Linked DNA regions of Mus musculus: regions 1, 2, 3 and 4 are each linked to region 5. Evidence: chromatin contacts called from public HiChIP or PLAC-seq and promoter capture Hi-C data. All regions are on one chromosome and are shown on one strand. Each heading gives the region's core, a stretch centred on a gene start, on an enhancer-like site or on the middle of the called end of the contact. The rest is flanking DNA. Distances are from core to core; before and after follow the strand shown.

Region 1 (5,423 bases), core at 275-2,774, 540 kb after region 5:
AATTTGTGTGTTTGGGAAGCATGTGTGCTCATGGGGGAGTAGATTTATCTGTAAGTGCTTGGGTAAGAGTGCACATGTATGCATGTATGTATGGAAACCAGGCTTTAGCACTGGATGGCTTCCTTGCTCTTGCCATTTTAATTACTGAGAGGCTCTAGTGGAATTAAAGCTTGTAAGTTTGGTGACCTAACTGACCAATGAGCTCCAGAGATCCACCTGTGCCTTATCCCAAGCATACTGCCTGTTCTTGAGTAACATGTGAGTGCCTCTGCCCTGGATTTCTATGTGAGTGTTGGATCCAAACTCAGGGCCCAAACTTGCACAGTGGACACCGTATTGACAGGGCCATCTCCCCAGCCCAACTTGCTACAGTTTCTTCTCACGATGAGTAAAGTAACATAAAGCTACAGTGGAAGTTGGCCATAAGATCTGTGCTATGATACCTGTAATGTAAGTTACTACTGGGCTATACCAGAAGCAAATTTCGCTGTATCCAACCCTTGTTAGTGTTCGCCTCATTGTGATGACTTGGGAAAAGAAGCAAATCTTACAAGTTTGTGATTACTGTCAACAGCACTCATTACCCAAAGGTGATGCTGATTGATTTACTAGGGTTTGTGAGTGTTCTTAGTCCCTGAAGGTTTCCATCCCTGTCCCTGCAGTTAAATTAAAGCTGGAAATCTTCAGCATCACCCACGAGTTTTTGATCTGCACGCCTGTTAAAGGTGTGGATCTTTACCAGAAATGGGACAAACGTGGTATTTACTACATAGCAACCTCGAAGACCAGGTATCAGTTTGAGGATGGTATAAAATGCAGTGTCCCAGCTTTGGGCTTGGGAGCCCGAGTTCTCATACTCCCTTTTGACACTTGTTGGAAATTTTATAAAAGATCAGATTTTGATTAAAAAAAAAAAAACCCACTGGCCCAGATCTCATCAAAAGCACATAGTCCACCCATCCCTTTATGAACTGTTGGTTTTGATGGGGGAACATCTTGGTTCTGCCTGGGACTGAGGGTGATTCCACAATGGGGAAGGAGGGAGGTTCATACTGGGATGTAAAGTGAATATATAAATGAATGAATGAATGAAGGAACGGATGAGAAACAAGAAGGGGGAGGAGGGGGAGAGGAAGAGGAAGAAGAAGAAGCCAGCAGAGGCCCAAGAGCCAGTAGGAGATAGGATCACACTGTCCCTGTTTCTTTGAAATCCTTGACTTTTTCTGCTCAGGAGGCAGTGACTTGAGAGCCTTTGAAGGAGGCCTAATTTCCATGACTTCTGCTCAGTGGGTGGCATGCCTGTAACAGGCCTAGAATTGGCCTGCAATCACCATGCGGTAAGAACCACGTGAAATTTGTTCTGGGTTTTTCTTCTCCCCAGAGTGACAGCACAGTATGTTTGGAGCGGCGTGGCTCCTGTCATTGCTACAGTAAGTTCCTGGACGGTGTCCCTCTTTAAGGGAAAGGCCCAGTAGGCATGTCGCCCCTGTGTGCTTCCATGCCTTCCCAAGTGTAGAGCCCTGGAGCCCTGCAGCTCTGTGCTTGGCTCAGCCAGTGATTGCTTGGAAGGCGGGGGAGACAGGCCTGCTTTTCGTAGCAGCCTTTTTAATTTTTTTCCAGGGAGAAGAGAAAATGCGAAGCTGACCACAGAGTGAACACACTGGTTCTTGGGTTCCAGTCGTGGCTGGGTTTCTTGAAGCTGGGTGGCGCGCTGTCGCCAAGCCCCTGCTGCACCTCATAACCCACAACCATTTGCGGAGCTCCCTGGGGTCGCCTTAATCCCAGCAGCCAGGGTCGCACAGGGAAAAGTAAGAATTCTGGCCCAGAGAAAAGAGTCGTTTAAATGCTTATTGCATTTCAAGCTTCAGTTTTTACTTAGCGAAAATATTTAGCATTGCTGGAAAACAATGTTTAAATCTTTGTGCTTATATGTTATTTAATGGTGTGGCCTGTGTAAACCTCGGGACGCTTACGTTTTGACAGTCTTCTGGAAATGTTTAGCGGCACATAACTCGGTGTGCAGGGAATAAAAACCGAGGAACAAATTGCGCTTGAAACTGTTTGTAGCCTCCTCAGACTGTGTATTCAGAATGCACGGCATGTCGGGACGCTTCAGGTGCAAGGATGGGGGCACTTCAGTGATAATATTTGTTGAATCTGTCTTAGGCTCCAGTTTATCTGCCTTCCAAATTAACCTTCCCTCCAACCCCTCGTGTGCCTCTGACCGCAGAAGCCAGACTTGTAGGCATGAATTTGTACTCTTGCCACTGACTAAAATCCCATTTTCAATTCTGGGTAATCAAATGCTTTCAGGATGTGGATTTTTCCAGAGCTTTCTAAAATGTTCTTTCCACGAGCGTCTTCCACAAAGGCGTGTGTGCCTTTTGTCTTACCTGGGGGAGGGGAGGCAGATGGGACACAGTTTTCTCCCAAAGGTTCAGCCTTTGGTATTAAGACAAAATGTACTGACAGAATTGCCTGCTTCTTCCTGTCTCGGATACCTACCAACATCCTCGTGTGTGTGTTTCTCAACAGTGGCAGCCTCTCCCTTGAAACCTAAACAGGGCTTTCTGTAAGGGAAAGGCCATTCTAGACCACGGACATTTGAAGTTATCATTCTGAGGTATGCATGAAGGAACAGTTGAATGGGTGAATTTTTAATAAATGCTTTTTCCTCCACCATGTCTCTTATATTTTGGTGGTTTTTATGATACTAAATAATTAAACCCTCTGGCCTTGGATAAAAATGTTATATTACTGAGTTGTAACTCCAGCCCTTTTCTCTTTTTTAAAATTTTGAATCATGGCCTTTACAAGTTGCTCAAACACGCTGAAACTGTTAATATACCCCTCTCAATCGACCAAATACCTGGAAATACAGTCTTGTGACATCAGGCTGAGGACACAGGCTGTGCTATCAGACTGACTTCCACACTGTCCCTGATAGGGCCTTTCTGCTGCTGGCATTAAAACCAGAAATGAGGGACAATTGATACAGTCCCGAGTATCAAACACTTTTTTTTAAAAGAAATCACAAGTCAATCTTCTATTAAATCAACATAGCTGTAAAATAGGTTTTAATTATTAATAATTTGTTTCTGTGAGCCACGAAGAATGACATGAGCTCAAGGATGAATTTAAATTCCCTGGTCATTGTGAAAAATTAAACTGTTGTTTTAAAAAAAATCTTCTCCTTCATGTGGAATGTTACTTTAGGCTTGAGGTGAGTTGGGAATCATTTCTCTTATCAGTGACTACACATTTGAAGCTTGCTCTCTGTTCCCCAAATCCATCGGAGGCTGCTGAGAACAGTGGTTTGATTTTTCAGGAAGGTTTGTCTTTAGCTAATGCATTAATTGCCTGAGAAGAGTCCAAATGGAACACTTGCTTTCATCTGCTGGGGTACCTAATAAAATAATGTTGTTTGCTTTGAGATGCTGGGATGTTAAAGGGGTTTTGCTTAAGGCAAAACCACAGTCCCCTTGGATAACTCTTGGAGGAAAATTAGGAAGACGCAGCAATTGTGCTTGTCTCAAGCTGACTTCTGGGTCATAGACACGCCTCCCTTTACTCTGGTCTGGCCACCAAGGCTCTGGTGCCTACAGTTGTTTTGGTGGGACACTCTTCAAGGGTGGAAGAGTTAATATGGTGATTTTAAAGTTGATGCAAATTCTCAGAACAGACTTGTACAATAAGATAGAGAAAAACAAGTCAAGAGTAAACAACACTAAAAGCACATATCCCATTCCTCTGCCTAAAGCTTAGCTTTAGCTCTGCCGGCCTTAGCTCTTGCAATGGTCCCTTGCACACTCCTCTTAAAGGATAGGGTTCTCGGATTTGTAATGACTTATTAAACAGGAGCCGACACATGCCAGACATGATCTTATTAAGTCTTCCTGGTCCTTGAAGAGGTATCCTTTTTTGCCGTGTTAAAAATGAGGAGACTGAGACCAGCAATAAGTGTCTTATTGCTTAGGCACCACAGTGAAAGAGCTCAGGTTTGAGTCTGGTTTCCTAAAAGCCCACCCTCCACTAGAAAGGCTTCTCTGTAAAACTCAGTACAGAGAGGCCTTAGGACAGTGTGCCCAGGGTGGTCAATTTTCACTATGGGAGGAACCGTACCCACCTTTGAGGAAGGGGGAAGCATGATTTCTGATTGTTTATCTTACCAAGTACATTTGCTCCCTCAAAGAACTCCAGGACTTGAGGACCAGGTGAATCCTGAGGCAATCTTTTGAGGTTCCTCTTAAACAATTTTACAGCCTATTAAAGTCAGTAAAGAGGATTGAGGTAAACGTGAAGCATTTGCCCCACGGGAATAAAGTTGGAAGGTAATGTGGAAAAGGCAGAGGTAAGTTTACAAAAAGTTAAGAGTGCAATGTGATATGAAGCAAACAGAACTGGATCATCTTCAAAATCTCTTAATTAGAAAATGCCATTTTTTAGACAAGGGTTGGAAATAACGGAAAACCATGTTTAAAGTAAATATCTATGGATACTTGGTCTCAGTGTCTGGAGGAACTGGAGACAGTCTCCAGAATGTGGGGGTGATGTGATGACTTTGCTCATGAGAGTCCCACCACCACTAATAGAAAGATATCCTCAAGAGGTTTCTTACTACCCCTCAAATCTAAAAACCATCATTCTGTGTCACTCATTCTCACACAAATGTGACCAAGTTATTAATGAACCATGCCAAAAACTTGCAACACTTTCTTGTTGGAAAAAAACAACATCAAAATGTCATGTTTTTATTCAGACTGTATACTTCTGTTCTGAAGCAGAATTTGCCACTTAAGTGCTACACAATTTGATGTGTGCTATTATATCCTGAGAATGTATGTCTTCCACTAGTTAATTGCTTCATCTAAGGTTGCTTTTGAAACATGTTTTATTTTATTTGCCTGAATTTGTGTCTGTGTGACATATATACTCCAAGTACCATCAGAGGCTGGAAGAGGGCATCAGGTCTCCTGGAACAGGAGGTAATAGTCTTCAGTCACCATCCAGTCACCAAGTCAGTGCTGAGAGGCAAACCCATCTCCTCTGCAAGAGCCATAGTGCCTGGCCTCTGAGCCGTCTCTCCAGCCTTTAAGAATCTGCCTCTTATGATAAAGTTTGTCATTTGGGAGAGTCTCATTGTTATATCAGGTTGATGCTCTGCTTTCATAAAATCAGAAAGTCAGAGGAGGAGAAGGAGGAAGAAGAGAAGCCACTGGCATCAGTAGCAGGAGTCCGGATATTTATTTTTTTCTTCTGCAGAGAGAAGTGAGGCCAGTTATGTTGCTATGGCAGCCCAGCCTCTCTTTCTCATTCAGTTGGGGCTCTGTCCTGCCCTACTGGGCACTGGGTGCCTCTTTACTACAAAAGCAGGTTGAGCTTAACCCAAACCTATATGCTACCCTTTATCCATTTGAAAAGTC
Region 2 (5,060 bases), core at 621-3,120, 950 kb after region 5:
TTGTTGAAAATGCTGTCTTTTTTCCACTGGATGGTTTTAGCTCCCTTATCAAAGATCAAATGACCATAGGTGTGTGGGTTCATTTCTGGGTCTTCAATTCTATTCCATTGATCTACCTGTCTGTCATTGTACCAGTACCATACAGTTTTTATCACAATTGCTCTGTAATACAACTTGAGGTCAGGCATGGTGATTCCACCAGAGGTTCTTTTATTGTTGAGAATAGTTTTGCTATCCTAGGTTTTCTGTTATTCCTGATGAATTTGCAAATTGCCCTTTCTAACTCAGTGAAGAATTGAATTGGAATTTTGATGAGGATTGCATTGAATCTATAGATAGCTATCAGCAAGATAGCCATTTTTACTATATTAATCCTGCTAATCCTCGAGCATGGGAGATCTTTCCAACTTCTGAGATCTTCAGTTTCTTTCTTCAGAGCCTTGAAGTTCTTGTCATACAGATCTTTCACTTCCTTAGTTAGAGTCACACCAAGGTATTTTATATTATTTGTGACTATTGTGAAAGGTGTTGTTTCCCTAATTTCTTTCTCATCCTGTTTATCCTTTGTGTAGAGAAAGGCCACTGATTTGTTTGAGTTAATTTTATATCCAGCTACTGCACTGAAGCTGTTTATCAGGCTTAGGAGTTCTCTGGTGGAATTTTTAGGGTCACTTATATATACTATCATATCATCTGCAAATAGTGATATTTTGACTTCTTTCTTTCCAATGTGTATCCCCTTGATCTCCTTTTCTTGTCGAATTGCTCTGGCTAGGACTTCAAGGACTATATTGAATAGGTAGGGAAAAAGTGGGCAGCCTTGTCTAGTACAGGCAAAAGTTCATAAGACATTATTCAAACGACAGCATACAATTAACCAGTAGGTATGTTTCAAACAACAAAGATAACAATTGTCATCATCATCAGAGAAACATGAGTCAAAGCCACAGTAAGTTCTCACTTCACACCAGTAAGTGATACTATCAGCTTAGTTGACTCTGTTGGCCCTCCTGTGGGGTCCCCGTCCCCTTCAGGGCCTTCAACTCTTCCCCTTATTCTTCCATAAGAGTTCCTGACCTCCGTCTTATGTTTGGCTGTGGGTAACTGCATCAGTTTCAGTCCCTGTAAAGTCTTTAGAGGACAGCTCTTGTGTGCAAGCATAACAGAGTATCATTAATAATGTCAGGGATTGATGCTTACTCATGGGATGTGTCTAAAGTTGGCCTGGTCACTGGTCAGCCCTTCTTTCAATGTCTGCTTTATCTTTGTTCCTGCATTTCTTTTAGACAGGACAAATTTTGGATCAAAAGTTTTGTGGTTGGGCTGGTGTCTTTATCCTCTACTGGGGTCCTGCCTGGAGGTGGCCTCTTCAGGATCCACGTCCCCACCATTAGGTATCTAGGCTGAAGTCACCCACATTGACTTCTAGGAGCCTCCCCCCATCTCTCTAGGACATCCTCAAGACTTTCCCTGCCAAGGACCAGCCTCAGCTTGAAGAGGGGTTCTGAGAGAAGGGATGTCTGGGAGCGGGGATACAAATGACTTGAAGTCAAATCTTGGGTAGAAGCTGGCAGCCAACCCTCTGATAGTGACAGCTTTCCAGCCTGATTTCTCTCTCTTTTGCTTTCTTTTTCTCAGATCTGCTTTCTCAGATCTGCTTTTCGTGGAGATCTCCAAGTAGCTCTAATGCTTTGCTCCAGACATTTCTCCAAGCAGTACTCTCTCACTATTCTAAAAAATTCTCTGCATAAGACATCTCTTACAGATCCTAAGTCCAGTCTTTTATTTTACATATCAAGCCAGTCATTTACTCCGTGGTCTATTTTGACTAACCTATGAATCAGCATCCTGTGACCCAGCTCCTTGATTCTCAGGAGACAGCAAGCACACATTTTCTTTTAACATTGCAAAGGAATTCAGAGATCTGCTGGACTGTTAACCACAGAGGGATAAGCTATCAAGGGTGGGAAAATTACCATTTCTACCACACCTAGACTTAAATTAGCTCTGTCCCAAGCTGACCTTGAACTCAGGAATCTTCCTGCATTTTTATCTGCCTGTCTTTGTATATCTTTCTATCCTGTCCCTCGGGATTCAGTTATCGTGGGTGCGAGGGGGACGGCAAACAGTAAGGAAATGGGATTGGAAGAGAAAAGAGAAGCGGATGACTAAGTAGATTGCACCTATCAAGGTCTCTGTCTATTAGGCTGAGGTGCCTGGTTTTAAAGCATACATCTTGGGGAATAGGGAGGGGTCGAGGGGGAATTTTACAAAGAACAAAGAAGTGGGCATCTGCTGACATGAGGGCCGAAGTCAGGCTTCAGAAGGCGGGTACTCTGCATCTTATCTCCAGAACATAGATCCTCCTTAACAGCTTTGAGATGTCAGGCCAGGCTCAGCGCGTAACTCATGTCCTTGGAAGTCATGAGAGTCAGGAAGAGATAGGAAAAAGGGGACTACAATTCAGCTTTTACAGCCTCAGGTGCCAGGAAGGGAACAGGGAGGAGGGAGTGACAACCAGCTCCTAGCATGAGGCCATTAGGCCTGTCAGGGTGGGAGATTGTGAAGGGCTCTCTTTCTCACGGTATGGTCTCTGACATCTTTCTAACTGGCTCAAAGTAGAGCTGCCTCTGTTCCTTTAGTTATGTAAAGCCTCTTATACAACTCATGATCCATCCTTATATTTTTGCGTATTTGAGAAATTGTTTATTTTTGAACTAATGTTTTTAGGCTAATGTTTTAAGACTTTTCCACAGATGTAAGGGCTGTCCTAAAAGTTCCAACAGTTACCATTTTTCTAAGACATGTGCTATACCTTCACTTCCTGGACTTATGCTATCTGTGATTAGCATAGAGTTAACAGAGAGGACTGTAAAATATATACATTATTAAACAAACAAGCCCTACGCCCACAGCAGCCATCACCCACAGCAGCCATTGAGACATGTGGAGGTCCACACCCTCAGTCTCTGTCCCAGGAGCAGGAACCATGTCATTCTGTCCCCACCAAGGCCATGCCAACACCCCGATCTGGGAGCTGTAGGTTTCCATTCATTCTCCTGGCTCTCTGAGTCTCCTGTATCTCCCCCACATGCCCTATCATGCCCCTCACCCTCCATTCTCACATCCAGGTCCGTCTCTCCCTGCCTTCTGTGACTGAGATGCCAAAGCTTTTAAATTCAGGCTCCATTTTAGAGAAGCTGACCTAAGTTTAAACTTAGGTAGACTAACAGGCTGGTATCTAGCATTAGTTTCCAAGTTGCCCCCCAACAGAACCTGAGCCTAGCTCTAGTCTCTAGGCTAATCCTCAGCAAGAACAGAGTTTCCAGGTTACAACCCCAACAAAACCAATGTCTCCTGGTTATATCCCCAACAAACCTGCACCCCCAGGTTACAAGCCCATCCCCTTCCTAATGTCCACCAATGGAGAGGGGAGCAGAGGTTAAGTTTATGATCTGACTCCCAACACCAGCCAATCATGTTAAAGGCCTCAGGAGCTTTCCAATTAGCTGCTTGCACGTGTATTCCCTGCTTGCTGCTTACAATAAAGTTTGCCCCGATAGACACTTGGTACCCCCGCCCCCCACAAACCATCCTGCATGATGGTGGTGCGTTGATGGGGCCTGAACTAGCTTAAATAGGATAAAGATCCTATTGTGAGTTGCATCAGATTGGCTCCTGTGAGTGTTTGGGGGATCACTAACTTTTCCCTGGCACAACATGACTATTTTGTACCGCCTTCTAAGTATGATGCAAGCATCCTCACTTGGTCCTTCTTGTTTAACCTCTTTGAGTCTGTGGGCTGTATCCTGGGTATTCTGTACTTTATGGCTAATATCCACTTATCATTGAGTACATATCATGTCTGTCCTCTTGATCCTGAGTTACAAACTTGGACTTCTGGGAGCTCTCAGAGACTGAACCACCAACCAAAGAACACACACCAGCTGGAATGAGGCCCCAGGCACATATGTAGCTGATGTACTCAGTCTCCATGTGGGTCCTCCAACAACTGGAGTGGAAGCCTTCCTTCCCTAAAGCTGTGGTACGTGTTCCCCATTAGGGCTGCCTTGTATGGCCTCATTGTGAAAGGGTGCAGCTAGTCTGGAAGAGACTTGAGGTGCCAGGGTTGGGGAGATATGGAGGGTCAACCTCTCAGAGGAGAGGGGGAGGCAGAGGGACTCTGTGAGGAGGGAACTGGGAGGGGGCAGCATTCAGGATGTAAAATAAATAAATAAATAAATAAATAAATAAATAAATAAATAAGAAAAAACCCTTAAGGCTGAATCTAAGACTTATCAGAGGAGGAAAAACAGAGTCACTATGGTCAGAAAAAACTAAAGATAAAAGTGTGTCTGTGAGGCCGTGCAGAGGAGGGAGCAACACATACGGCAGGTGGGAGTATAAAATAGGTCAGTCACTCTGAAAGAAAGCATGGATGCTGCTGAAAGAATTAAAAATAGAACTACTGTATGATTGAATAATACCACGACTTACTATGTATCCAAAGGAAATGAATTTAGGATGCCAAAGGAATCTACATTCCCATGCTCACTGAAGTCTTGTTCACAAGGACCCTAAAGGGTATCAACCTGGGAAGCCAGGAATTGATGGACGGGCAGAGACAATAATTACCAAAATGTGATGGAATACTATTTAGCAAGGAAAAGTAAGAACATGGAAGAAAATGGAGATGTGTCTGTCAAAGAAAGACAAATACCACTTGTGTTTCAGACCAGGGGCTAAACTCCAATTCCAGGAAGAAACTCACAAGGGTCCTCCTGGGCAAGCATTCTATGGCACCCCTCCCCCTCTTTGCAACAGCCAGTCAGGCTACAATAGCAGGGTCAAGGTAGAGAGAGATAACTTGAGACATCCTGCAGAGAGTAGATGACTTAGCCATCTTGTTTTTCAGGTGATTTTGTCCCCATGTTCAGTTCCTGCAGATTACACCATAAATGCTGTTTTAACAATATTAACTTGCTGACCCGTATGGAAATTCCCCAAGCTTGCTGTAACTACAATAAATACCCCTCACCCCTAGACTCGGTTCTCTTACT
Region 3 (5,571 bases), core at 1,679-4,178, 560 kb after region 5:
GTCACTCTGATGAAAGAGGGTCCTAAAACACGACAGGTAGCTTACACCTGTTCTTCAGTATGCTTCTGAGGACCATTTTTTCCTAAAAGAATGAACTCTGACTGTTATGAGAACATTAAGAAACCCATCTTTACCCACAAGGAAAAGGGAAATAAAGGCAGCTAAACAGTCTTCCCAAGTCAGTTTCACAAGTCCGTGTGGGGCAGGTAACACCTCACACTCTAAAAGGGCCAGCCCTCCACAGTAGAATGGCCGGCAGGTAATGCGTTTTGAGTTACCCGCTAAAAGATTCCAAAGACTGTAATCCAAAATTCTTAGGGGACAAAAGGTCACAAGCAAAGAGCAAAGGCACGAAACTTGTAGGAAGAAAAAAAAATCACATACGTGGATGATTTTAACTTCTCCCATATTCCTTCTGTCCACCCGACCTGTGTTGCTGGGTCAGGGGAGCTGAGCCGCTCTCTAAGTGGGTCAACAGCTGCCTGTAGCCTCACTGACTGGTGAGTCTGACCATAGTGTGTCCCACCTGGGCATCTTGGGTACCTTGTAAGAGGCACAGACAGGAGAGTAGCTAGAACTGGAGATAAAGCCAGAACTGGCTTTCATCCACCACAGAAAGTAGCCAAATGATGTTTTGTTTTGTTTTGTTTTGTTTTGTTTTGTTTTCCCCTCCCAGCTTGTCACTTTTTGCTGTGTGTCCTTAGGAACCTCTCTGATCTCCCTTATTTAGCTGAAGGAAATTTGAGAGTACACCTAATGACTGGTAGTAACATGAGTAAGAAAGAAACAAATGAACACAGTGCTTGGCCCCTTATAATCCCTGTTAAATGATGTCTCTTATTTTTTTTCTTTCTCCATGTTTATCCCCCTTCTTCTAATTTTTCTTTCTCCATGTTTACCCCCTTCTTCTAATTTTTCTTTCTCCATGTTTATTCCCTTCGTTTCCTTGCTTCTTTTCCTCTTCTATCTCTCCTGTTTTTCTTCTTCCTACCTCTCTAGAACTGCATTTTTTTACTTTATCTTGAAGCACTTTTTATTTCTCTGAATATTACACATGACTACCTAAATAGTTTGTTTTAAAAAAAAAATAGCTAACTTTACTGGGATAACTAAAGAAAGAGATTTTTTTTTTTTGATTGTAAGAGAAGTTTGTCATAGTTGCTTTATATTATCCATTAAAATTAAATTTAAATATATATATATTACTTCTAGATATATATGTGTGTGTACGTATATGCAAATATTCTCCACACCTCTATTATTTTTCCACATGGGACCAATGCATCTCAATGCAGCTTTTTCTTTTTCTTTTCTTTTCTTTTCTTTTTTTTTTTTTTTTTTTGTTACAGCATTTTCTGCAGCAGGATTCTACTTTAACCACAGGTTATAAGGCTGGATTATTGTTGAACACATTGTAATAAAAATCAAGTGATTATTTATAATCGGGGTTAAACACACAGGTATCATTCATGTGCCTCTTTTTATAAGCACACAACTAACAGCTCTGAACAGTCCTCCGTCAAGTCTCCCTCATTTTTCAGTAAATTCTAAGGATTTATAGTCCCTAGCAGCTGATTTTAAATAGCTGCAGTAAAGACTGTTTCAAGGATCATTTCTATACTCCATTAAATAGTTGCAGTTCACTTCTAGCTATGAATCTTTTTGTGATAAAATATATCTCAGGCACCATTTACAAATGCATGGTTGGAAAACCTTGGATAATTAAGAGGTTGAAAAAAATATTCCATAATCTCAATTAGTTTCTCAGTTCCATTAATCATGGCCAAAAAACTAAGTGAGGTGGTCTCTAGGTTCAAGATAAATACTTTTGTGGATGTGTGGTTCATCAGTGTCTTTGTAATCTTTCAATTAAGTGGAGTCATTTAAAAAAAGTCTGTGGGGCTATAACATGAACCGCCGATAGTGAACAGACACGAGAACGATGTCATATTCAATATTAACACCAGCAGGAAAGTTTTCTGCTAAAAAGATATTGTACAAATGACCTTTTTATTTTAATGCACACTGTTTCTAGTGCCTTACAGAATGAGGGAAGCTTGTGTACATTCCCTCAGAATGACAGTTTAACTCCTCTAGACTCAAAAGGTTAAAACCAAACAAACCCACCCACAGATATTAATGGCACCCAAATCCAGGAGAGCAGAAACCCACTGGCATGCACACATGCATCTGTGTTCAGAGAAAGCCTGTTGTTTTGTTGTTGTTGTTGTTTGTTTGTTTTTTGTTTTGTCTTGTTTTTTTGTTTTGTTTTGTTTTTTGTTTTTTTGCTTTTTGACACACAGATGGGAGCAAAGTGGGATGTAGCAGGTTCTGAAACAGCCACGTTAGATCAGCCGGGCAGACCCGCTTCACATAAACGCAGCTTCACTGTGTTTAATTCTCAGAAAGGCAAGGTCTAGGTCCCTGTTAGCAACGGAGGAAACCACGGACCAGAATCCTGTGCCAGGACGCAGCTACACAGGCGAAGACACACTACAGCCTTCCACCACGAGGTAGACTGTGGCGGGACGACTTAGCCTTAGAAGAAGCTTCCGAGAAGTCAGGAAAGCCGGACGCATGCACATCTGCTCTGTAGCCTGCTATTACCAGCCAGTCAATAGGTTAAAATTACTAGGGAGGTCACCTGCTTTCTAACCTGGACCTGTTTGCCAAAGCCCTTTTTCCTCTATCTTTAAACGGGTGATGTTTCTCAAACCAACGTTATTTTTTTTTCCCACCTAATAAGGTAAGAAACGAAAATCAGACATAAAAGACAAAGTAAATAGTAACAGATACGGGTCTGGCAGTGGCAGTAAGCCAGTAACTATGGAAGGAAATAAGCAATTTAAACACTTGTCTTGAGAAATTAACAGTTACAATTATTCTTCATGCTAAAATTTATCCTGTAAGCAAGGGTACCAAAATCCAGAGGTGTTTTCCTGCAGAGAAAACCAAAACCAAACAACAGCTGAGAAAGAAAGACCTCATTCGGCAAGCCCTAGAGATGCCCTTGCTTGTGCACATATTGAAATCATATCAGCTGCCTGTCTCCTGAAATTGTTGGATGTTATTATTTTGTCTACTACTGGGAACAATCCATTTCTCAGCCCGAAAGATGCAGAAAGTGCTGGAAACAATGGCTGATGGACAATGATGGAGAATAAACTTCCTAAACTCCAATCACCTCCCTTTCCATAGTACAAAAGACACACAGAGAGAGGCAGGGCAAAAAGAAAGGGTTCCTAGACAAGCCTCTCCCCACATTAGCTGACTAACCATGCTGCTGCCTCTTCCCGCATGTTATTGACTATAGGTTTTCCAGTAAATTCCTAGCAACCACGGAATCTAAGCAGTTTTGACAAAAAGAAAGCTTATCGCTAAACACCTTAAAAACATTTACCAAGGTAATAAAAGAAATGTCATTTCCTCCTACGGAATGTTTGGGCATAAAAGAAGTATTTTTATAATGCAGTTCATGATTTATCATATCTATAGTGTCCCAAAAAAAAAAAAAAAAAAACCACAATGAAAAGGAAGCATTTTTCTAGCGGTTGACAAGTGTTTGAGTCAACTACTAGGTTTTCACTGCATTGGCCGCCAAGGCAATCTCTCTCTTCTAAAAGCGAGGGAGGGAGGAAGACCAGGTAATGACTGGAAGGACAAACAGTCTTTTCTAAAACTCCTTTTCTGTGCACATACAGTCACACTTCCTGTGGCTACCAGACTGTACTCGGTTTGGAGGCTGCATTCTGAACGCATTGTACAATTAAGCTTTTGCTTAACTCTCCCGTCACACTTCACGCCGGGACTCATTCATTCCTGTTATATGACAGACACTGTGTTGGGCACGCTGTGCCTGCCTTAACAGAGGAGGACGTTATCTCTGGGTGTGTTTCTACAGATTCGGTTCTCCAAAGGTTATACTACTTTGCTGTTATATTTGCTAGACAAGTCGACTCTTTATGATACTAGATACTAGAAGGTGTTCAATTACTATTCAAGAGAGCTTAGTGCCAAGGTCAATAAGAATAAAAGATTTAATCTAAATACTGGGAAATGACTACCTTGTCACCAGAAGACAGCCTAGGAGTGGGCTCCCGATCTGTTTGGCCTGCCTACTAGGAAAAGGGACAAGGTTTTTTCTACAATACCAGAAGACTGGCTATTACTTAAATGATACATAATTAATTTATTTCAAGTAAAAAAAATCCAAGGTAAAAGATGTTATGATAGCTGATATTCTAGGAAATACACGTTTAATTCTTTCTTGACAAGGGGATAATGGGTCATTTATTCTTCCTCATTTTCAAGTCCAACCTATGTGATATATATGCATTTATATATAAACACAGAAGCAGATATTTGATTTCATATTTTATTTTAGATATGCCAACACACATGGACACACACACACACCAAAAAACCAAACCAAACCAAAAAGTCTCAGGTTTTTTGCAGACCAAAGAGTCTCTCTTCCTGGCAGGGCAGACCTTTATACTGGGCTTTGCAGGATGTGATTTGACTTAACTGCTCTCATTGACACTTTTTTGAGACAAAATTTAACAGTTTTGGTGTCAGCGATGACACACGCCTTTAATCCCAGCATAGGGAAACAGAGGCAGGTGGATTTCTGTGAGTTTGCAGCCAGTCTGGTCTACAGAGCAAGATCCAGGACAGATGAGCTAAACAAGAAAACTTTACCTCAAGACGCCAAAAACAAATCAAAACAAAACAAAACACAAAACCAACCAACCAAAAAACAATCAACACAAAGCTTTACAATTATAAAACTCATACAATTTGTCAGTCATAAAACGTTTAACGTTTAACGTCTAATGACAATTGCTTCAGCATTCAAACAACCACCAAAGACAACTGAGAAATGGCAGACAGATCCTGAAGACGGAGAATGTCAAGCTGCCATCGGTTTCAGGAGGTATATATTCATAGGCCGTTGAAAAGCACTAGACACATTTTACCATGGTTTACATAAACTTAACATTAGGGCTTTCCACTTAGTCAACCACTCACAAAATATGAAAGTTGTAAGTACTTTGTATCAATTTTGGAAAAAAAATGCACTTGAAAAGATTTTAATACTGTAAACCCATTTTCATAAACCAAATGCTACCTCAATAAGCACACAATTTATATAGTAATTAATCTAATTATGATCACGGTCTTTTACACATATACTTATCAAATGGAAGCGGCTGCTACCATACTTACTATAAAATAAGTAATTTTATTGGAATTCATAGTGCCTTTTCCTTTCTTTTAAAAATTATGCACTTTGCACAGGAGAAATCAAGTTAACACTAAAATTATAATTATACATTATTTTACTCCAATCATTTTAAATGCATGTAACTTACTATGACTGAAAAGTGAGTTAATATACTAATTCAGATTGGCTGTTTTCCTACAATGATGTTTATTACTATCACCATTTCCCATACAAATATGATTTTGTGTACTTTGAGTTCAATGCCTGGCTCTCACCCTAAGAATGTGTGAGAAATCTAAAAAGCACAACCACAAATCCAGTGTTTGCGTTATCAAATGCATAGA
Region 4 (5,583 bases), core at 1,802-4,301, 720 kb after region 5:
AGTTAAGGGCGTCTCAGACACGTAAAGAAAAAGCAGTAGCCTAGCTTTATTCTTGGTTTTTGGGTCGAGGTAGCAAAAGACACGAAAAGACAACTTTGAAGTATTTCATCCAATTTTCTCACTCTGATTGCTTTGACTAAACTAAAATAATTTCCATGTTTTCAAAAGAGCTGAAATCAGGGTGCCAGCGGGTTTTCCAAAAAGCGAGCTAGCAGCGCCGCCTACTGGCTGTTTTCTAAACTAATGCAGGATTTTTAAAAAAAGATATTATTTTGTATTTATATAGCGCCGTCTTCAAGAAACTTTTAAATGCTTTACAGACTTCCTCTCTAATTAATCCCCGCAACAACCGTGTGAGGTAGGCATTACTCCCATTTACAAGAGGGACACTGAAGCACAAAGAGGTTAACGCAGGATTGAAAGCGGGGCTAAGAAGGGTTTAAGAGATAAGAGAATGAATGTCCAAGAGAAGACATATGCTAAGGAAATTACTTGTACTCACACGTTACAAGTTAAATGAGAAACTTTAGCTATTTCTAAATGTAATGTAAGTCTGTCAGAAAGATGAGAAAATGTGGTTTATAGCATGCAAATGTCTACTTTATCTTTTTAAAAAACATATAAACACTCAAATTAAAATTCTTCTTCATCAGCAACTGTACAAATAAAGACATAGTGATATTCCTGAAATTCACATAATTTAAACCAATTTCACACCCATTCCCTAGGATCTGCATACAAATCCCCAGTTTCACATCTAGAACAATAACAAGGAGCTTTTTACTGGTCCCGAAGTCCCAAAGCCCACAACCAAGGGACTTTAAATGGAAAGTATTGTATACACACACACACACACATGTATATATATATATATATATATATATATATGCATATATATGTGTGGTGTGTATGTATATATGTGTGTGTATGTATGTATATATATATAATTTATATATATATACATACATACATATATATATACATATATATACACACACACACACACACACACACATATATATATATATATATATATATATATATATATATATATAGTACTTGAGCAAGATTTTTAGTTACAACTATTCCCATCAGTGACTGCTCCCTCTTAAATAAGTATTTCAAATGTGGGGGATCAGTGTAACTCCTAAATGCTCTGTCAGGCAGGCAGAGTGCTACAGCTCCAGGCACATCCTCCCAGAGACAACAGCTCGAGGCTTTCTGGGTGCACTGACTTAAAGTAGCAAAAGCAGTTGTATACTTTCTCTTCCTGTTGGGGAGTCCAGTCCCCTGCCGCCCACCTTTCCTGTTACTGAGTGAGTGAGCTGCCAGGCACTTTATTTCCTCTGCCTGTGAGCTGCACAGGAACCCGTCCTGTGCCCTAACTGTTGTTATCATGGTGTGTATTGCTTGTATACACATTTGCACACATATATCTACCCGGCTTCGCTGTGTGCCCACCCTCCACACTCTCTCTTGCATCCCCGATTCCCCTCTTTCTCTGTGCCTCCTTAGCACGCCTCGGCAGTGCAGAGTCTTTTTATTGGCATGACACACGAAAGCTGAAGAGCTACTAAAGGAAAACTGGTCAAGGGGACTATTCTGACATTGCTGGTGTAGGAAGCTGCATACATAAATTTACAGAGTAAAAAGTAAAACCTTTAGATTTTAATTTTTTGACAAATAAGTATTCCATTCTGTGAACCCGTGACTTTCCCTTGACTGATATCTATCATAGAGCCATGGAAAGAAACCCACATTGAATATTTGATAACTTCTCTTACCTTGCTTCATACTGTTTTGTAGAGATGTATAGAAATATAACACCCTACCTGGGGTCTAGAAAATATATGTTAATAAGGAAAGTGAAGGACCAGAGAGACACATGGTCAAATACCAACATTTCCTCTACACAGGTATATGAATTTTTGCCAGCCACAGCCTTTTTCGGACTTGATGTATAGAGACCAGCTGGAGCTTCCAGAATACAGAATTTAGTGAGGGACAGCCATCACTATGTATTGGAAATTAAATGTTTATTCTCCACAGATTCCTTTGTGAATAGAGAAAATACTGCTTTCTGAATTAGGAAGTGCTCTGCTATCAAGCTAGCACTGAAGGGAGTAAATGAAGATGAGCGTTCATGTTTCCTGTCTCATTTGAGACATAGGATTGTTCTGTCCAAGGTCATGAATGGGTCTAGGGCTCTCGAGGGACACAGCAGAAAATGAGGTGCTGTGAGATTTCTCCTTTCCTCACAAATGAAAAACAAAAGTCTTTTAATCAAAAGGAAAGCAGTAAATTAAGAAGTATGTGAGTGGCTTATCTGCTCAGTCTCTACTTCAGATCCTGACTGCCAGACTGTTGCCCTCTCAGACATGTCTTCTCCAGGCAGAGGCTGCAACGCCATGTGCCACAGCTGGGCAAAGGCTACAAGGCCATGTGCCACAGTTGGGTATGGCTGGCACCCAGAGAGAGAGTACATTCGTGAGCTCCATGGAATTTAAGGAAAACATGAATTAACACAAGCGCCAATTCCTCAAAGGCAGACTTCATTCTCAAATTGCATGCCAGCGGAGCCACTAATAAATTATTAGGTATCTTCATTCTGAAATGCTTGTCCAACATTAACTAATTTGACCATATGATATTTTCAAAGGGGTAATTATCATTCTCATCTCGCAGATGGGGAAATAAATCAGAACGATCATCACATTTAAAAGGGAACATTATTTCATATTGTGACTAATATCATCTTCAGTTACTAATCTTATTAAGGGGTGAAAATGTTCTATCCACACATAGGAATGGCACAGCTGACCTAATATGGGTAAGGCATGTCCTTTGAACGTCCTATTTCAAAAATTTCCTTTTCTTAATCTGCAACCCACAAAATCATTACAAGCATCTTATGAAAACAACCAAAATAGAAAAGAATACACAAGAAGGTTGGGAAATTCTTTCTATGGAAACAGTAGGGGATGTGTAGGGATAGCAGCCAGGCCCGTCCTGCCAAGGGAAGGACTCCAGGCTTCCCAGAGCAGAGGAAATGAGCATAAGCACACGGCCATGAGAGGCAGCGAGCTTGGGTTGTTTTTCTCCGGGAGTGACAGATTAGTGCTTCTGCCTGCTGTCTAGCTCATCTGACAAATGCAAAGCAGGCTGGGGCTAACATCGAGTCACAAAGGAACCCTGATATTTCGGAGTTCTATATTGGGGCATCTAATAGACTATAGACAGAACATAATTTCAAAGCTAATCTCTATCCCAAAGATTCACAGATAATATAGAACATCTGTGTTGTGTTCAATGTTGTGAGTTACCTACACAATTTAAAGAGTGTGGTAGGGTGTACACAGGTAGCATCCAGACACTACACCATTTTTTCTGTAGGGAACTTCTGCATGCCCAGACCTAAGTGTCCAAGGGGGCGGGGTGGGGGGGAGAGCCAGTTCTGAAACCAATTTCCCAGGATACTGTGGGATATCTGTATATAGTTCTGGCCACAGAACAGGTCAAAGCTGAAAGGCTTACAAGTAGGGCACATGCACGATTCAAGTGAGGATTCGAGTTTCTCGGCTGCTGCTCCATGGATGGATATTGGTTGTGATGTGCAGGTTTTTGTTTGTTTTGAGTTTTACTTATTTCATGTATATGAGTACACTGTAGCTGTCCCTGGCACACCAGAAGAGGGCAGCAGGTCCCATTACAGATGGTTGTGAGCCACCATGTGGTTGCTGGGAATTGAACTCAGGACCTCTGGAAGAGCAGCCAGTACTCCTAACTGCGGAGCCATCTCTCTAGCCCTCATCTGATGAGTGGAGACCTTAGAACAGTTTGGATGACATCTTCACGGATTGCCCAGCCCCAGAGTCATGGGCTTTGCTACTTATCTTTCCCCTGACATGGCAGAAATGGTAGACAGAAATAATAGAAGGGATGAAAGACTCTGTATTCACGATTCACAGTGTTTCAGTCCCTTGTGACAGGAAAGCCACAGCGGAGCAGCTTGATTCCTGGCAGGAGCAGGTGGCAGGGGTTGTTCCCATCACATTGGAACAGGCAGTGGAGAGAAGAAGGAACTAGGAGCCCGGATATAGCCATCAAGGGTTCTTTGCTGGTGACACATTTCTGCCAGGGAGGCTGCACTTCCTGAAGGTTCTAAGTCCTTCCAAAGTTGCTCCGCCAGATGGAGAACAAGCTTGGCTATGAGCCTGGGTGGGGACATCTCAAATGCAGATCAGAACAAGGAGCGCCCTTGCTAGTCTCCAGAGTGCTCTCATCAGCCGTGTGTAACTAGTTGATGTGAGCTTGAAACACAAGCCGCACCTTTTCTCCTTGTTCATCTTCTTGGCCGTGTAGACCTTTTGGCACTGTGGCTCTCCAAATAGTGTCCCTACAAAGTGTTGTCCTGAAACCTACTATGTGCCCATTTTCTCAGGCCTCCTGTGAAGGATGGGTCTCAGCAGTCGGAACTGAGGGAGCTCTCCAGGTGACTCTGATGCACGCTCAGGCTCTTTGCTATTTTCCTTGCCACTTCAGCCAGACCTTAAATAGAAGCTTGGGCCTCAGATTCTCTTATGAGCCTGATCTCTGTCACGCAGGTGTGGGGAATATTGCCCCTCCTGTGCATTCATCTCTCCCATCACCTCTGGTCAGCAGCCTTGACCCCCAGAAGAAGCGTACAACACACACAGGCACTGCCTCTGTGAGGCTTCTCTGGATTTGTATCAGTTCATTTTCTCCTCCTGTAACACAAGGCCCGTGGCTGGGTAACTTTACAAAACAAAGAGCTTTATTTGGCTAATTGTTAGGGTTATTTAAAAGTTCACACCAGCCTGGCTCCAATGGAAATTTTTAGGCAAGAGTTATTACACAGAAGCAAGAGAGAATGATGGCATGGCGAGACAGGAAGCTAAAGCAGTTAGGACCTGCCAGGCTTATTCTACTGCAGCAACCTTCTTGGGTAACTATCTCAAGCATGCCAAAAGAGCTATCTTAGTGACATTGAAAAAGATTGATTTACGTCTTTGTTGATTGGTTGATTGGCTGTTTGATTTACAGTTAGTTGAGTTTGTGTGTACCATTTGCATGCAAGTGCCCTCTAGGGCCAGAAGAGAAAGTCCATCTAAGCTGCATGAAGGGCTGCTCACTGCCTCTCCCTGGGCTGCCTTGTTTGAGGCTGCGCTTTGTCCTAACTGTGCCTACCTTTTCCTGTCTCAGAGCTTCTTCTGGCTTCTGCCCATTTTGCTTCCATCATTGACAGAATGATTGTTTTTAACTAGTGGCTGCTCTCTCTAGTTTCTATCAGTCTTCTCTGTCATCTTTAACAGCAGTAGGATTATTACGTCTCCCCTGCCCACATCTGGATCATGCTCAGCACTCGTTCGTCCTGCTATTGGCTGAGTCCAGCTGAGCTGCGTCTGCATCTGGAGGAAAATCCTTTCTCAGCCTCCTTGGAAAGTCAGAGCACTGCAGCACTGCTGTCATGGTACTGTCTGTGGTCGCCTTCCAACCTAACAGACTCCACAGCTTCCACACCCTATGCTAATCAATAGTGGTCAGGGAGAAGAAGGTATGGAT
Region 5 (4,842 bases), core at 1,090-3,589:
AGAAGAAAACATATCCCGGACATTGCCAATCTAGCCAAGAACCCCAAGCTGGGACAGACAGTCCCTGGTCAAAGAAACAGGTTAAAGTGTCAGCAGAATGCTCATCCACAAGTGGGACGTCTATGTCACACCTCCTCCCCAAGGTTCAAAAACTATCATAGAAGAAGTGGACAAATTGTAAGAGCCGAAGGTCACAGAGGACTAGAGCTAAACAGTGCCTTCTGAACATGACAGGACTGCTGTACTTATTGATCTCAAAATAGCTGTTTGCCTGCACAAGAACCAGTCCGTCGGGTAGGCATCAGCTGGAAGGGGAAGCACTTCAAACTGAGAAACTATGGGCAGCTAATGGTTCCTGGGGCAAAGAGAGTCAGTTTTCTTTGAAGGTTTCGCTTCTACATAATCAACAATGGATGGCCCTACATCCAGGCGGATTCAGACAGTGCAAACTGAAGGTGAGGAGTTGTTAAAATGAAAAGGACGACACAAAATTGGGGAGTGAGGTAGAATCGTTCTTTGAGGAGTCAGGAAAAGGACTTGGAATTGACCAAATGATCAAAATACATTGTATGACATACTTACTGTTAATAAAAGTTTTTTTTTTTAATTTATGATGTAACCCCCCTCCCCCCAATATAAAACACTTTATAGGGATCTCATGTTGTCTTGTTGCCATAATAGGAATAAAATCCCAGTAGAGCTAGCTTCAAGTATCCAGAGTGCACTTGACTAGGGAAGAGTCCCTATTTCTTAAGACATTCCGGTTTTACTTCAGGGTGAGTTAATCTTAAAGATCTAGAAAGAATAAATATTTGACCAGGAAACTAATCATAGTGTAATGATTAGTTTTAATTGTTAATTTGGCACATGAAATCATCTGGGAAGAATGTCTCAATGAGAGGTAACCACTATTGGGTTATTCTATGGTCATATCTATCACTCACTGTCTTGATTACATTAATTGGAATGGAAAGGCCTGCCCACTATGGGCTAGCCATTCCCTAGGCAAGGGATCCTGGACTGTGTAAGCTTAGAGACAGCGATGCACCCAAATAGCAAGCACACATTTATTCTCTGCTCTTGACTGTGGATGTGAGAGCGGCTTCAAGTTTCTTCCTTGACATTCCTGCAGTGATGGAGTACAACTTAGAATTATAAGCCAAATGAGCTTTTCTCCCCTGAGCTGCTTTTTTGCCGGGGTATTTTATCATAGCAATGGAAATGGAATTAGGAAAGAGTGTTTGTATAAAATAAAGTATTTTTTACAAAATATGTTCCACTTTCTACTTTCTGATATATCTTTTTAAAAAAACATACAATATTCATATTTATATCCATAAATTGTTCAAACATTTTTCCCATGTTTTTTTAAAAATTCTCTGGCACGGGGTAGTGAGCCATTGGGGATATATTTCTAGCCCTCTGTTTACTTTTAATTTAGGGACACAGTTTCACTAAGTTGTCCAGCCTGATTTTACACTCATTGTATCCAAGGATGCCTTCTGCCCCAACTTCCTCAGTAGTAGGGCTTATAGACCTTCTTCAATTTTTATATATCAAATAGAGTTATTCTTGCACCTGTAACTATGTGTGTTATATGTATAGCCTTAAGTGTGGTGCTGAAAATAAATAAATTATACTAAAGAGAAATTAAGTACCTCATATAAGAGCCCTTTAGATGCAATAGAACACAGATTTATTAGCCTGGCAAATACGTGTTACTGTGTGGTTAGACACTAACTTTTCTCCTATCTTTCATTGTCTTGTTCTTTTCCATGGGTCACAATTAAAACAAAGAAAGCAAAACCAAATCATATCTTTTGAACAACAGTACAACGTTACATCATTTTTTTTTTTTTTTACTTGTTTATTTTTTACATCAACCTGTCAACTAGTTAGAACAGAAACCCTACGGAACACAATTGTAAGGTCAAGGAGCACAGCACAAAGGAAAGGTTGGAGGACAGTCAGAATTGTCTAGCATATGAGTGCCTCTGGCTGCCTTTGGTCCCGGGTTCCCTGTGATGTGGAGATATTTAACAGCATGCTCAAGGCTAGGTTTGAGTAGTGGAATAATGTAATAAGCTCTTAACTTATGTTACTTTATCTTTCCAGATTTCTGTTAGTGATTGTAAGCTAAATAATGGCCTTTAGTAATTTAATACACTGTAAATCTTTCACACGTAGGCAACTATATGAATAATAAAACGAACGAACACACTATAAAACAAAACAGTTCACTGTTTCAAGACGGGAGGACCTACTACAACCGCAGGACGCTCTGGGAGGACCTTCGCTGTCCCAGCATTCCTCGCGCTGCCCCGCAGCTCTTTCCCTCTCGTCTCTATGGTTGCGCCGGCGTTGTCAGGATCGGCGCCTCCGGAGTACTGAGGCTTCCGACTTTGCGGCCGGTCCGAGCAGCTTGGGTCTTGGCGCGGCGCGATGTCCGAAAAGAAGCAGCCGGTCGACTTGGGTCTCTTGGAAGAGGACGACGAGTTCGAGGAGTTTCCCGCGGAAGGTAACCGCCAGGCCGCGCGCTGGGCCTGGGGCCTCCGGTGGGGCGGCGCCGGGCCTGCTCTCTGCGGGAATGAGCTGGGCCCAGCAGCGCGGATCCGGGCGCGGCCTCCGGGGGCCCCGGCCTCGGCCTCCGCGTCCCGGTAGCCGTCGCTTCATGGCGCGGCCCAGTGTTTTGCGCCTCGTCGCTGGGAGGAACCAGGTGAAGCTGGGCCCACGGTGCTGCGAGCTTGTGGCCCTTTAACTTCAACCCGGGACTCTCCGCATCTGCACAGTCTCTTGTTTTGCTTCGGTTTCCAAGCCTCCCCTTGGTAGTAAACTTCAGAGTCCCACTGTTGCCCAGGGCAGCCAGTGCTGTGTACCTCTCGGATAGCGCGAATGAGCCCCGAGAAGTGGGATGATAGAGTCGTTCGTGTGTGTTGTATTCATTACAGATTTTGCCTCAATTTCTGCTTCTCTCCATTTACGGTCACGTGAATTAACCCAAGCTTTATAAAAGTCTTAACCATCTGCCTTCGAAACTAACTTCAATGCTAGGGATGCTTTAGTTTTCTCATTGTAGGTAATAACATAGCTAATGTTGGAAGAGCCTGCTATGATCTTGGGAACGTGAGTGCTTCGCTTCTATTGGCACAATCCATTTCCACAAATATAGGAAGTAGGTATTAATGTACTTACTATTATTCACGTAAGGAAACAGAAGTTTGGAACAATGGAGAAACAGGCCCAGTGTCAACACTGTCCGGAAATGGTGAAACTGAGACGCCTTAATTTACACCAAAGTCCTTAACTTCAGCAGTTATCTTCTGTTTGCTAGGCCTCTTTTTGCCATATTAGTTTTTCAAATTGATTACTTTATTGGCTAATTGTTTTGAGTAGATTTCCCAAATATTTTACCTTGTTTCTAAAAAGTGAGTTAGACTGTGTCTCCATGAAGACCATAGGAAGAGAATTGTGGTTAGTCATGTGCACATACGTGGCATCAAGCAATTATCACTTGACAAAAATTGTACTTAGTTACCCCACCATGATCTCAATGCGCATAAAATCACATCACAGGAACGTTTAGTCTAAGTATAATGTAGTGTTTTAGTTTTAGTGAAAGAGAACATTAGTGTGTATATTATGCAACCTCATAAACCAATTCAGAAGATATATTTCCTCTGAGTTAGGAGTCTATAATATATGATGGGATAGTTTACCTTTTGTTTTGGTAATAAATTTATTTGTTCAGTCTGATGTTTTGTTTTCAGGTTCATTAATAATCCTGTAACAGAGCTTTGTGGTAGAATTGGCTAAGTGAGGGCAGGTTAGATTTCTTATTCCAACTACTTGTTTCAGATGGTCCTTATCCCTTATTACATACAAGCTGCACGGTTAAGACACTTGCTTTGCATTGTAGAGTCAAGCATCTAATCTTGAAGCAATAGAGTTCACGTGTTAAAAAATAAAGATAAATTCTTGCCATTAAGTCTCTAACTCAGAATCTAAAAGGTCTTTCTGACCAGTGCACCCACCCAGACTTTAACCCTCACCTTTAGTGCAAGTCTCTATTTAAAATAACTAGATAGCTGAGAACCTAGGAAAGAATTTAGAGGTAACTGTCAGCTTGATGATGTACTAGATGTTTTTCAGCACCTTTTGTCAACTTTAGTGTACTGTCTGTCCTTTAGAGCCTGTATTTTGAGCAGTAGTCTGTTGAGTGTGTTGACAGTTGTATTATGTTTAAACATCTCATCGATGTTAAGGAAAAGCAAAGAGTCTAAAGACAAAAGAACGCACAAAAGATTTAGTGTAAGGACGGTGTCATTTAATGATCTTCCAAATTTGTTGTCTTGGTTAGAGTGTATAGAGTCTAGTTCCTTGGGGAATCTTTATATTTAGAATGAGAAGTAACATTTTAAATGATTTGTTATGCATGTGTGTTTCTTCCTTAGTTAACAGATACATAGCCTTAATTCATATTAGGAAGATTTTTGCTGTATATAAAGATTAATTCACTGGGTAAAATTAGTGAATATTTACAAATTAAAATCTTTGATTAAAAACTAAATGAAAGAAATAAAATCTGAAAAAGAAAAAAAACCCAGAAGACCTTTTTTGTTTTAGAGTAAACATGTTCTTTCCTATTTTTTGGTGTTGTTCTGATACAGATTCTCTGTTGCTGTTGACATGTGGTTCATGGACCACCAGTCTTGGCATTTGCATTATTTGGGAAGATGTTAGAAACACCTCTTAGAATTTGAATCCTTCAGTATTTGAGTTGTCTTTTAAGTTTTTTTATACCCAGATTTACTTTCAAGTGCTTTCCCTTCGGAAAACTCACTT

What was found. Promoter capture Hi-C pulls out the DNA fragments that hold promoters and counts their contacts. HiChIP or PLAC-seq counts read pairs in DNA pulled down with a chosen protein or histone mark.
Region 1: an H3K4me3 HiChIP or PLAC-seq map of embryonic limb bud shows a contact between it and region 5, with 4 times the contacts expected there. The contact joins the enhancer-like site here to the promoter of Sem1 in region 5. A contact is called at or near these places in 5 of 39 promoter capture datasets (cranial neural crest, frontonasal cranial neural crest, liver and 1 more), 1 of 484 Hi-C or Micro-C datasets (nephron progenitors), 11 of 115 datasets of contacts at active chromatin or transcription factors (bone marrow-derived macrophages, cardiomyocytes, differentiating embryonic stem cells and 4 more) and 2 of 9 other capture datasets (embryonic stem cells and macrophages).
Region 2: a contact with region 5 is called in a CTCF HiChIP or PLAC-seq map of the NIH/3T3 cell line, with 5 read pairs. The contact joins the enhancer-like site here to the promoter of Sem1 in region 5. A contact is called at or near these places in 6 of 39 promoter capture datasets (the 3T3-L1 cell line, 3T3-L1-derived adipocytes, cranial neural crest and 3 more), 1 of 15 datasets of contacts at CTCF or cohesin (the NIH/3T3 cell line), 1 of 484 Hi-C or Micro-C datasets (Sertoli cells) and 1 of 115 datasets of contacts at active chromatin or transcription factors (epiblast stem cells).
Region 3: a promoter capture Hi-C map of embryonic stem cells shows a contact between it and region 5, with 4 times the contacts expected there. The contact joins the enhancer-like site here to the promoter of Sem1 in region 5. A contact is called at or near these places in 9 of 39 promoter capture datasets (cranial neural crest, embryonic stem cells, frontonasal cranial neural crest and 5 more), 5 of 484 Hi-C or Micro-C datasets (cranial neural crest, nephron progenitors, pre-hematopoietic stem cells and 1 more), 14 of 115 datasets of contacts at active chromatin or transcription factors (cardiomyocytes, craniofacial prominence, embryonic basal ganglia and 7 more) and 2 of 9 other capture datasets (embryonic stem cells and macrophages).
Region 4: a contact with region 5 is called in a promoter capture Hi-C map of hippocampal neurons, with 3 times the contacts expected there. The contact joins the enhancer-like site here to the promoter of Sem1 in region 5. A contact is called at or near these places in 10 of 39 promoter capture datasets (the 3T3-L1 cell line, 3T3-L1-derived adipocytes, cranial neural crest and 5 more), 3 of 484 Hi-C or Micro-C datasets (the MC3T3-E1 cell line, cortical neurons and palatal mesenchyme) and 7 of 115 datasets of contacts at active chromatin or transcription factors (astrocytes, embryonic basal ganglia, embryonic forebrain and 3 more).

The regions. Positions count from the first base shown.
Region 1 is chr6:6,035,237-6,040,659 of GRCm38.p6, reverse strand. No RefSeq gene overlaps it. Among named protein-coding and RNA genes, the nearest start is that of 1700019G24Rik, 61 kb to the right of the region's middle. Within about 2 kb of position 1,524, at least 31 of the 459 cell types and tissues checked have an H3K27ac peak or open chromatin away from gene starts, as enhancers often do. A contact at or near this core is called in differentiating embryonic stem cells and embryonic limb bud, where this site is marked.
Region 2 is chr6:5,621,126-5,626,185 of GRCm38.p6, reverse strand. No RefSeq gene overlaps it. Among named protein-coding and RNA genes, the nearest start is that of Gm46983, 20 kb to the left of the region's middle. Within about 2 kb of position 1,870, at least 22 of the 459 cell types and tissues checked have an H3K27ac peak or open chromatin away from gene starts, as enhancers often do. A contact at or near this core is called in the NIH/3T3 cell line, where this site is marked.
Region 3 is chr6:6,017,403-6,022,973 of GRCm38.p6, reverse strand. The region is part of intron 16 of Dync1i1 (dynein cytoplasmic 1 intermediate chain 1); the gene reads right to left. Among named protein-coding and RNA genes, the nearest start is that of 1700019G24Rik, 43 kb to the right of the region's middle. Within about 2 kb of position 2,928, at least 4 of the 459 cell types and tissues checked have an H3K27ac peak or open chromatin away from gene starts, as enhancers often do.
Region 4 is chr6:5,853,204-5,858,786 of GRCm38.p6, reverse strand. The region is part of intron 6 of Dync1i1 (dynein cytoplasmic 1 intermediate chain 1); the gene reads right to left. Among named protein-coding and RNA genes, the nearest start is that of Gm34527, 36 kb to the right of the region's middle. Within about 2 kb of position 3,051, at least 4 of the 459 cell types and tissues checked have an H3K27ac peak or open chromatin away from gene starts, as enhancers often do. A contact at or near this core is called in hippocampal neurons, where this site is marked.
Region 5 is chr6:6,576,155-6,580,996 of GRCm38.p6, reverse strand. It overlaps Sem1 (SEM1, 26S proteasome complex subunit), which reads left to right and starts at 2,339. Exons shown (of 3, transcript NM_009169.2): 1 at 2,339-2,518. The coding sequence starts at 2,443.